Regions from separate parts of the Zea mays genome. Here region 1 is linked to region 2. A link is a contact called in public Hi-C data. All regions are on one chromosome and are shown on one strand. The core of a region is the stretch at or near the end of the contact, and the rest is flanking DNA. Distances in the headings are between cores, read along the strand shown. Region 1 holds the start of LOC100501868 (16S rRNA processing protein RimM family). Region 2 holds the start of LOC103630734 (probable E3 ubiquitin-protein ligase ZFP1).

The links. A called contact is a pair of places that touch in the nucleus more often than the background predicts.
Region 1: a contact with region 2 is called in a Hi-C map of leaf, with 7 times the contacts expected there. The contact joins the promoter of LOC100501868 here to the promoter of LOC103630734 in region 2. A contact is called at or near these places in 2 of 25 Hi-C or Micro-C datasets (ear and leaf).

Annotation. Positions count from the first base shown.
Region 1 is chr6:176,312,330-176,318,570 of Zm-B73-REFERENCE-NAM-5.0, forward strand. It overlaps LOC100501868 (16S rRNA processing protein RimM family), which reads left to right and starts at 4,887. Exons shown (of 9, transcript NM_001196509.1): 1 at 4,887-5,326; 2 at 5,423-5,557; 3 at 6,085-6,195. The coding sequence starts at 4,955.
Region 2 is chr6:176,030,887-176,036,815 of Zm-B73-REFERENCE-NAM-5.0, forward strand. LOC103630734 (probable E3 ubiquitin-protein ligase ZFP1) reads left to right here and starts at 3,341. Exons shown (of 6, transcript XM_008651779.3): 1 at 3,341-3,619. It overlaps LOC100191858 (splicing factor U2af subunit), which reads left to right. Exons shown (of 2, transcript NM_001137282.1): 2 at 1-1,249. The coding sequence ends at 921.

The sequences.
Region 1 (6,241 bases), core at 3,637-6,136, 280 kb after region 2:
ATAGATGTTAGTGAAAAGGTACCTGCAACAAATAGCCCAAATATAGATCCAGATCTAATGTCTTGTAATAATTCATTGAGTTTTAAATTGAAAACTCGTACAATGACGTCTGATCTATCGGCAGGAGCCTGTCCAGGCTCAAGGCTTTCAGTGATTTCTATCCAATTTGGATTACACGTGAAAGTGACAAAAAAATCAGGAGGTCCATATAATTTACAAATAGCTAAGCCATCATGATAATTTTGAAGCATATATCGTCGTCCTCCGACATGTGAAGCTAGAAGAATTACTCTTTTTCCCATTTCTTCACCGTTTATACAGCCACGACTAACAGCATCAGATATTCCTTGAATACTTTCCATTCTAAGTTTTGTTTGATTTTGAACAATATATTGAAGGCGAGATTCATCGATAGCTGCGCGCGCATCAACCTTTGCTTGGCTTGATAGCAATCCATAGCATAAAAAGGGGTTTGGCTGATTTCTTCTATAGTGAAATTGGTAGCAATAATATTCTTGCATAGTCATGTGGCAACGTTTTGGTTTGTTAGCCAGATTTACTCCATTATATAGAACACCAACTTGAAACCCTCGTTCACCAAAAGGGAATAAAAGGGGATATTGCAATGCCATATATGCCGGGTGCAAAGAGGAAATACGTTTTAATTCTCGGCTATGTGTTTCAATGATGATATCTCGCTTAAATGTATCCAAAGAGAAATCCCCAACAACTAACAATGCAAGTTCATCAGTTGTTGGTAGATTGTATTGAACCGAGTCACCTTCTTTTGCACCTATTATTCTAATAATGAAATTTTCGTCACCATATTCAGCCATACGATCCCTGGCCATTCTAAACGTTTTAGCAAATGGATTGCATTCATCTAGCATTTTCATGAGTTCCTCTATAATCGAAGGATCAAGAACTTCAGCGGTCATATTGTTTGAATTGAGACATTTTAATCTGTTTTGCACTTCATTTGCAGTATCATATATGTAAAGTTGTAAATATTTTGGAGATGAGCCATCACTTGGTAAAAGAGAACCAATTCGGTGATGAACCTGGCCACATATTTTGAAAAGTGGAGGACCACGACCATCATTCATAGTATTATCGATTTGTGCACCCATGGATGTAAAAGCAAATAAACAATTGTACTGGCGTATGCTTCTCATAAATCTTTTTGATATTGAATCACCGTGGAACTTAGACAATGATGCTAATGGCTCAGGTCTAGGTGTGTAAGAAGGAATTGATAGCTTTCCACCCTTGCAACAATTATAATATTGGACAATTCCATATCTATTACTGGAATTGTGTTCCGCATGCCAAAATAAAGCATGGCAATGTTGGCATTCATAGTCTGGTGTTCCAAGATGGGACCTATCTCGATATGAAGCTGTAAGATGCATTTGTTACAATATATGTCGGTGGTTGGTTATGGGAAGAAAAATAAAAAAGTGTAAAGTTTTTAAGAATACTATTCCAATACCTTTAAGGGCATTTATATATTCTGAAGAGAAATAAACACTGGTCATGGGTGTGTTAATGCTATGTCTAGGTCCTGCGCAGCAATTAATTAAATCAAAGACTATGACGTTAAAATACTATGAACTTGGTTTCAAATTTTTTTTTGGCTCAGTTACCTCTGGTTAGCAAACGTTTTTGTTCAAGTGCCCGCTTTCGATTTTGGTGTGCAAGTGTGGCATTCTTGGATACTACAACATTGCAAATATTTTTAGGAGTAAACATAGCAGTTGATGCTGACTGTTGTATTATTTCAGAGGACCTGTTAGAAGGTGTGTGATTCTCGTTGCCCATGGCCTGCATCTCAGAAAAAAAATTGACTGAATTTTTTTAAAATTTAGAGTAGTTTTCTAGTTGTACCTATGTAGTTTATGTCTATTTTCTCTTTTATTTGTATATTTAGTTTGTTAATAAGCTTACAGTAGTAGCAAATGCATATAAAAATTTGTGCTAATGTATTCCGAGCAAATATTTAGAAGTTAGCTAAGGTCGTGTTTCCTATCCAATGATTAGGATTTAATGTGAATTTGTAAAAACATAACAAATTACTAAGCAAAGGATCATAATAACTGAATATTCATTTAAGTAAACCACACTGTTTATGGAAAAGGATTATATAATGAAATGTAACTTGATCAAGCATTTTTTTCTTTGACCAGATATGTAGAAGCTAATGCAGCTCTCTATCTTTTTTCCCAAACCAAATATAAGGATTTACTGTATATTGAAATTAGCAAAGCTGTGAGCCGTAAATCCATGGACAAATCTGTACTATACATTCAAAAAATGAATGCCTTATCCAGTGGTAATGCAGCAAGCACACAGAATGTTTAGAGTAAATGTACAAAGCAATAGATAGTAAAGCACACTATTTATGAAAAGGATTCTATAATGAAATGTACCTTGATGAAGCAGGTTTTTTCCCTGACCAGATATGTAGAAGTTAATGAAGCCCTTCCTTTTTCCAAACCAAAGATAAGGATTTTCTATAAATTGAAACTAACAAAACAGTTAGCAGTCAATGCATGGACATATATGTGATAAGGTACTATAGATTAAAAAACGAACGTATTGTTTAGAGGTAATGCAGTAAGCACACATAATGTTTAGAGTAAATGTGCAAAGCAATGGATAGTTATGCAAAGAAGAAATACGTAATAGTACCACTAATGGGAAAAAGTTATATCGGAGGACACTATTAGGAAATGGAATGTATAATTAAATATTTCTTGATGAAACAGATTTTATTTCCCTGAGCGAATATGTAGAATTTTATGAAGCTCGTGCTTCCAAACCTAAGATTATAATTTACTGTAAGCAGTAAATGCACATTCGATTATATGGTGAAGTAGGCAGGATGGGGAAAAGATCAGTACCACTACACACCCAAGTTATAATTTTGTATCAAATTATATTAATAATGACATAGCAGCAAGCTAATAGCGAGAGCAGATAGACATATGTATTTGGGAAATGTAATTAAACGGATGACCAATACTTGCATTGGGAAGTTACCAAATGCAAGCATACAAAATGTTTAGAGTAAATGTACAAAGCAATAGATAGTAAAGCACACTGTTTATGAAAAGGATTCTATAATGAAATGTATCTTGATGAAGCAGGTTTTCTCCCTGGCCAGATATGTAGAACTTAATGAAGCCCTTCCTTTTTCCAAACCAAAGATAAAGATTTTCTATAAATTGAAAGTAACAAAACAGTAAGCAGTGAATGCAATGATAAGGTATCATAGATTAAAAAAATGGACGTCTAGCCTGTGCAAATAAATCAATAAACATACAAATACTCGATCTCCGCTATAAATGCTTTAATTTGCGCGTGCTACGATTCCCGTGCAGGTTAGTTTAGATCCTGTGTGTCATTTGTGTTTGGTGCTAAAACCTCGGAGGAAGCACCAGTAGTATTGCAGAACGGGAAGTTACCAAGTGCGAGCAAATAGACAGACATCCGTTGGATAAAAGACATGTATTTGCAAACCCTAATAGTGAGGACACTCAAGTGCAAGCAGATAGACTAAGATCTGATGGGGAAAAGACATTTATGTATTTGTGAACCCTAATAGCCAGGACACTCGGTTGTACGATGCTATGTTTAGGGAAAATAGATTTGTACCTGACGGACGCGGCATGGAGTAGCGACAACTCGCTGTTGTTAACGCCGGAGCCTAGAGCGGTGGAGTCGGGATCTTGAAGGACGCGACAGTGCAGTGCGAAGACGCACAGTCGCGAAGACAGCGAGACTCGAAGGTCGCAGCGGTGGAGCGGGGAGCCGGAACGAGGATGGATACGCGGCCACGGAGACGGCCACGGCCAAACTGGGGGCGGCGGCGTGGTTACTCAGCTTTTGCAGTCGCGAGCCGGCTGATTTATTCGCCGTCTGGAAGCCTCTGGTAGCGGCTAGCGGATACAGAGAAATAAGAGCACGCGGCGGAAGGCAGAGTGGAAGCCTTTGGTAGCGGCTAGCGGATACAGAGAAATAAGAGAGACGAAGCGTTTGGCAGCGGTTGTGGATGGTGTTTCTTTTGCATCCATTCGTTTCTTTCTGGACTCTCGAAGGCTCGCGAGTCCCCGAAAGTATAACAGTCTTGACTTTGGAGGCTCAGTCGCATCGTTGGATGTCGATCATACGGAAGAGATTTAAAAGCCTACATGGATACTCTAGATACGTTTCTTTGCTCCCTGGTTTAATATATAGAAATGTTCATCAATTGATGTACATACGAGAGGCAACTAGGCAAGAAAATCAAACTATAAATCAGTCCTTTGAAAAGGTCGTTTTTCTCTCCCGGAAAACAGGTAGCCCACCTAAAACCTGCAGCCCAGCGTCCCGGCCCAGCCCAATCACCAGTCAAGGCACGTGCACGTAGCAGCCCACGGGCCGCGTGCTAAAACCTATTTGCAGATATTTCAGTCTCCCGTAGTGCCTTAGACTGTCTCCAGCAACGTCCTCTATATACATCCTCTATATCCGTCCTTTACAGTCTTCTCTAAAAGATTCCATCTCCTATATCTACTTTCTCTCCAACAACGTCCTCTAAATCACGTCCTCTATATGTAAATACCTATATTAAACATATTTTTAATTTTTTAATTTTTGTACATACGTATTTGTCACACTCTCAAATGTATTGTACATATTTTAGTTTTATTAAACCGGTTGTTTAAAGTATTCAAATAGATAGAGAACCGTTTAGAGAAACTCTACATATAGAGGATCCAGCAGCGTTCTCTAAATTTAGAGAACCGTTTAGAGGACGTTGCTGGAGGGAGTAGAGGACGTCCCCGTCCTCTAAATTTAGGGTACAGAACCCTTTAGAGGGTCTTGTTGGAGCCAGCCTTACGGTCTGGATCCTCCTATCCAATTCCGTCTCGCGTTCCTCTCGTCGGCTCGTCGCTCTCCGAGCCGCGAAATGGCGCCTCCTACCTCTGCATCGGCGCGGCCGCTATCCCTCCCCCTCACCGTCCCTCTCTCCTGTCACCGCTCCCACTTGCTCCCCGCGCCCAACGCTCGCCTCCTCACCCGGCGCCGCGTCGCGCTCGCGCCGACCCGGCCTGGCGCCACGCTCCTATCCAGCCTCAGTGACGCCCGGGAGGAGGAGGAGGATGAAAGTGGTTTCTATGAGGAGGATGAGCAACAGGAATTCGAGGATGAGGAGGAACAGGGGTACGACGGGGAGAACGAGGAGCTGGTCGAGGTGGGATACGTGTCAGGCGCGCACGGGGTGCGCGGCGACGTCCTCGTCACGCCACGCACCGACTTTCCGGAGCTCCGCCTTGCCACGGTAACACCAACCTCGATTGGCTGTGGACACCCCGTCAATGGCGATTGCTACTAATTGGCTGGCGTTTCTCGTTTATCTGTTTGTTTGTTCTGACAGCCGGGGACGAGATGGCTGAGGGCTCGAGCTGCTGGCAAGCAGCAGGTCAGGGAATTCGAGCTTGTTCGGGGAAGGGCGCACACGGGGAAGAAGAGTTGGATCGTCAGCTTTGATGGCGTCAACAACCTGGACGAGGTCTGCCTGCTTTGCATTCCCCTGCAGTCATTTGCATTTTGCCAGTTAATCTTATCCCTCAACTAGTCTAAGTGGTAGTGTAGTACGCAGTCTTGCTTAGTTTCTAGAATGAGCAGTTATTTAGTGGAAGATTGATGGGAATCCTTTACTTAATGTAAAATTCTTTGTTGTACTGTTTCTGTTCCTCTCCGTCTGCATATGAGATGTACAGTCACAGATGGTAACAGCTGGCCGTCTAAGACCCTATTTGGAAGCACTCAATTTTTAAGAATCTGGTTTATAGAAATTGAGGTGCTTCCAAACATATCAGTTTAGAACTCAGTTTATAGAAATTAGATTCTCAGTTTCTTAAAAACCAAGAAGCTGGACTCTCCTAGCTAAAAGATAAAAGTGGTCTCTTAAAAACTAGGTTGCTTCCAAACAGGGCCTAATTCTATGACTGGCTTGACTGTAAGAGTAATTCCGCTCAAACTACCCAACTTTACTCTTCGTTTTCTGATGTAATCCATTTGCCCTTCTCTTTTCAGGCTAGGCAAATAGTTGGTTCAGCTGTACTTGTGAAAGCTCGAGATAGACCAGAAATTGAGGATGATGAATTCTATTCACTTGACCTTGTTGGAATGAGAGTTATTGTCAAGGTACTTACATCTTTGTTGTATTTTTCAAGATATTGCAGCAATGTCG
Region 2 (5,929 bases), core at 2,091-4,590:
GCGGAGCACTTGGCTTCGATCTTCGGCACTGAGAAGGACAGGGTCAACTGCCCTTTTTACTTCAAGATTGGGGCCTGTCGTCATGGGGATCGCTGCTCTCGTCTGCACAACAGGCCAACTATATCACCAACTCTTGTGCTTGCTAACATGTATCAGCGCCCTGATATGATAACCCCTGGAGTTGATGCTCAAGGCCAACCTATTGACCCTGAGAAGATGCAGGAGCATTTTGAGGACTTCTATGAGGACATCTATGAGGAGTTGGGGAAGTTTGGTGAGATTGAGAATCTGAATGTTTGTGATAACCTTGCTGACCACATGATTGGGAATGTCTATGTCCAGTTCAGGGAGGAAGAGCAAGCAGCCGCAGCATACAATGCTCTTCAGGGGCGCTTTTACTCTGGCCGCCCTATAATTGTTGAGTATTCTCCTGTGACCGACTTCCGTGAAGCAACCTGTAGGCAGTTTGAGGAGAACAGCTGCAACCGTGGTGGCTACTGTAATTTCATGCATGTGAAGCAAATTGGCAGGGATCTCAGGAGGAAGCTGTATGGGCGTTCTGCTTCCAGGAGGTACCATGGGAGAAGCCGAAGCCGAAGCCCGCCACCACAAAGGAGGGGCCACCGTGACCGTGATGACTACCACCACCGTGACCGTGATGACTACCGTGGTGGCGGCGGTGGTGGAAGGGGAAGAGGTAGCAGGTATGACAGGTACGATGACGGAGCAGGCAGAGGTGGCAGGCATGGCAGGTATGATGATGGAGCAGGCAGAGGCGGCAGACATGACAGGTATGATGATGGAGGAAGGCGCAGGCATGGTAGCCCCTCAAGGCGTGCAAGGAGCCCAGTCAGGGAAAGCAGCGAGGAGCGAAGGGCCAAGATTGAGCAGTGGAACCGTGAACGGGAGGGAAAACAGTGAGCTCTCCGTGGCTACTGTTTGCCGGACTTGTTGCTTAGCTCCGGCTCTCATCGCTATATTCTAAGTATGCTTGTGTGGATTGCATTCTGCATGGCTAAGTAAAACCTTTTAAGATCAGGATTCCTCGGTTCATTTTATGGTTAAACCAGACATCATTTGTTTCCATCTGTGTTGTGTCGGATCCTTTGCTATTATGTTATTTTGACAATTGGTGTCAAATCTTTTGTGGTGTGCTATTAGCTTATGATGATGTCAGTTGTGGTTTGTCACTAGATTTGCCATCTGGCTTTCAGTCGTGTGTTATGCTGTTCCATGGCGGATTTCTTGTTTTCCCTCTTCTCATTTTTGCTCAATGCTCCTAGACAGTGCTTGGGCTGCCGTCATTGTACTATGTGCAGTAGCACGGAGCAGGTTCTATTCAGTTTGAGCTGTCTTTTGTCTTGGGTTCATGGCAATCTGTGGTTTCTAGTTTTGCATTGTTTCACTTCGAGTGAAGTTTAAAATAGGGCTGCTCGTCCTGTTAGGGCCATGACATGGAAGGGAATGGCAATGGCGGTATCCTTGTTTCAATATCGCTGCATGTTGTCGGTGTCAATCCTGTGAGATCACATATGCGCCTTAAACAAACTTCATTTGACTCGTGATTTGTGCACGTGTGTAGCCCGAGTAGAAAACCAAAACCCACGGACAGTTGACTTTGCACGGTGTAGCCCGACTCGCTGGAAAAAAAAAGATCATGTCAGAGGTGGATTTTTTTAGAGCATTCCCTCGAGACGTTTCAGCCTTTCAGGTTACGTTTCTGGTTCTATATATAGTACGTAGGTTTTGACTTTGTATTTAAATATACATTATATCTGTATATAATATGGAGAGGGTCTAATTTTTTTTAAAATATGCTATAGTTTATAATAGAGTCACGGAGGAAGTGGAAAAGAATAAAACCGTTCGAAAGCCCTACTGAGGTAGGAAGATAATTAAAACAGTTTTGAGCTGCGGGCACTTGCATCATCTCTAAACGGTTTTAAGAGCTGACGATTTAGAACATCGGATTTTATGCTAGTTTGGGAACCCTATTCTTCCAGAAGATTTTCATTTTTCAAAGAAAAATAAACGAATTTACGTTAAGAAAATAGAAATTATTTAGGAGAATGGGGTTGCCCAAACTAACCTTCGTGAAGAAAACCTGAACCCTAACCACAGTGGTGGGGGAAAGTAGAAATCCTTTCGCCCTTAGATCCGCTCGAGCTCGTTCACAAAAGAAGATTCCCTCACCTGGCATCTCCCTCGGGAATATCCTGCTCGAGGGATCAGATCCTCCTTCGGACAATAGTTTCTTTTTTATTCCGTAAACTCGATCCATCCATACTCTGTCTGAAACTCTCATGTTCCATTTTGCTCTACGGTTCTACCGTCTCAGCTAATCCATCACGTAGCCTCAGGTGAAAAAAAAAGAGCAGCGCGCCAGGCAGTGCTACTCGGTCGGAGCCGCGGCGAGGACGGAGATGAGAGGACCTAGTATAGAGCACGTGAACGGCGCGCGGCCCTGGCCCTGGACCCTGGTCCTCGGTGGTCGTCTCCTCGCAGCCGCCGCGAAACCAGGCGCCGAGACCACAGCCACACCGGGGCTGCGACGAAGCCGCGTGACCAAAGAAAGCCATCGGGGGCGCGGCGCGGGCCATGTGCCGCACGAGAGCCGTTGCGTTGCGTGGCCACGGCGCCGCCAGACTCTGCTGGCTGCCGGCGCCCACCAACACAGGCTTGTATAGTTGTATGTACTGTCGCCATCCGCCGCGCCGGCGCGGCACGCTAAGGTCAGGTGTAAAAGTGACATGACGTGGGCACTGGCCGCGGGCGACGGGGACGACAGCACAGAGCGAACGATCGGCGAGCTGTGGTAAAGCGTAGCGTTTGCACAGCAGCCACTTGCAGAGGATAGGCAGAGTGGAGTCTTGTAGTGGATGAGGAGCCAGCCAACAACGGATCCAAGGAAAAACGATCACCGCGACTCCTTCTCTTCTCTGAAAGCACACACGAGAAGGAGACGTACTCTTCTTTCCCGAAAGCTTCGTCGCCGTAGCTCGTTTTAGGAGCCAACGTGACACGACACGACGAGCACACAGAGATTGGTTGGGAGGATAAGGATATGCTGGTTTGACGCATAAATAGCAGAAGAGACGAACAGATAAGCACGGCCAGCGCTAAAAAAAGACGGCATGGGCATGGGCATGGCATGGCACTGGCAGCCGCGCTGTCCGAGGCCCCGATGCAAAAGCGGCCCGAGACGGAAAACGTGAGCACGCGATTTGAATCACACCGCACCCTCTTTTTTTTTTTCTCAACCCCCTTGTCCAAACAAAACAGTACAGTAAAAAGAAACCCATTAAAAAAGCGTGAGACTGAGACAGGACAGCCCTCCTCCTCCTCCTCCTGGTCTATTTTTTCCTCTCCTTCCGTCCGTCCCCGAAAAGCTCCTCGCGCTTATAAGTACGCGACCCACCCGTACCGTCGCACCCTTCCGCCGGTCGACCGATCCCCCCCACCCCCACCGGATACCACCGCCTCCACCAACCGATTCCGTTCCATCCCCCCTCCCCCCTCGCTCGAGCGCGAGGCTTCTCTCCCCTCCCCTCCCTTCTCCTCCCCCCCCGGCGCGGATTCCTACAGCCAGCTCCCTCGCCGATCGCGGTCCCGTCCCGAGGTGATGCTTCCCGAATCGCCTCGTTCCCCACCTTCCTCGTCGAATTGTCTGGGCTGCGGACCAGCTCGCCGTGTCCCGTCCGTGCGACTGTGTCTGCGCGCGCGCGGGGGCGCGGGGCGGGGCGGGGAAGGAATCGGGTCCCCGGGCGCCCCGATTCGGGCCGCGATTGGGCGTTCGGCCAGCTGCGAGGACCTGTCTGTGAGTGTGTGAGGGGTCTCGTTCGAACGCCCTCGGGCGCGTCGCGTTTGGTTGGGGCATTCCTGCTGCAGACCGCGCCCGTCGCGGGAAGCTGCAGGAAGGAAGGGATTTTGCTTGTCCCGTCGGTGCACGGTTTTTGTTTTTGTTTTTGTCCCACAAGGATTCTGTGCTGCAACTGCGTGCTTCGGCTCGGTTCGATACGCAGCGAGCCAAGCTAACTTCATGGTTCAGGGATGTACTGTGGTGTGGAGCTCGGAGTCAACATTGTTGGTGATGCATGCAGCAGCGGACTCGGACTTGCGGTGTCGACGTATATCGTTTAAAATTTGTGCGGCGTAGTATTTTTTTTCTTCTTCTTCTTCGATTGGGATGGTTGTACAGATTGAGACTCTACTAACCACGGTCAGCATACAGCTTGTTCGCTGCGGCTTGCTGCGGCTGCAATCCGGCTGCGGCTGCGGCTTCTACAGTATTTTTCTCTCTATGGATTGCAGCTGCAGCAGTCCAAACAGCTGCAACAGTGTCGGCTTGTAGCCAGCCGAACACGCCCATAGGCTTTAGGTAGTCCCCGGATAACTTCACGTGGGAATGGCAGACCCTTAGTGCTAATTTGGGAGCCACAAAACAAAACCGGAGGGGATTAGAGGGGCTAAAATCCCCTTCTTATTGAAAATTGAATATTTATCCCCTCCGGTTTTTGTACTTCCAAACTAGCCCTTAGTTGAATGTGGACAGGAGATAGCTGTGCCGCCCTGCTGTCGTGTTCATTGCTGCTTAGCAATGATACTTGGTTTTAATGATCAGGGAATGGTTTGGACTTTGAATGTTGTATCTGAGCTTAGGTTTGGTTTGAAGAATTTAGTTAGAGCACGTTCTTTGTTTCAATTTTAGAATCAAGTGTTTTCAGTTATTTGCTACTTGGGTATGAAGTTTTTCAGTTGCTAGTGTTGTGGATCTTGGTAGTTTTTTGTTGGGCCTTTTTAGGGTCTGTTGAGGGGGAAAGGGTTTTTCCTACCTGCTATATTGCACTGGAAGACAATGCATTCTGCAAATGAGTTTACAACACTAGCCAACAAGAGTTTGGTAGGGTTGTTGCGCTTGCAATCATATATCCATATAACATCTCGTCAAAGTTAATGCCATTTAATCTATCCTTTTTGTGGTTGCTTTAGATTTATGAGTCTCGACAACTTAACTTTGCAATATAAGCTCCGTAACAAGGGCACGGATGGGCACAGAGGAACAGAAACGCCAAACTCCAAGAAAGGCGCAGACTCGGTAACGGACAAGTAAATAAATGTGCTAGGTTGCTAAATTTATCGACCCCATCCCATCTGAAAGCCTCTAATCTTCTTAAACAAGTAAAGCAAAAGCTGAATCTTTCAAGTAAGGCAAGCTATTACTAAAATGGCTTACCAATCAATTTATTCCCAACCATGGAATCTGAATTGTCGTAATTGTTTATATGAGTTGTCATAACTTGTTGTGCAGCTTACATATTGTCGTTTCACTGTTTGGACCTATGCCCGTAATTACTCTTCCCCCAAGTCAAACAACTCATCCTTGAGTTTGTGATGGACATGGTTGATGCGAGGGTATGATGTCCACATGACACAACACGAGGGGAACCACAAAATAATTTATTTGTTGCTTTTAGAGTACTCTTTCACCCTCTTTCCACTACCTCCCTCTCCTTTGGCAATCTCGTCCACGGTGGGCCAAACTTAGGTTTACCAATTTGCATCGTGTCACGTCCTTTGTTTGTAGGAGCATGGAGCAATGAGTGAACACACCCTGGTTACATGATACTTCGATTGCTATGCTTTTTTCTGTTCTTTTTTTTTTCATTCTACCCCTGCAATGTAGTGCAAGCTTGAGTCTCTCTGTCAGATTTTCTTTATTCTTCCCATGCTACCTTTGCTAACTGCATGGATTCTCTTTAGCGACTGTTTAAGTTCTTATGTAGTGAACTACATACTCTCTTAATGTGTGTTTGAAGTTTGGGATTTTGTTCAGATCAAGCATTTCACATCCAGTGGTCTACATTGTAATTGTAGGATTAACGTGTCACAAACTAGATACATTGCATCATAGCCAGATTAGTAATTAACA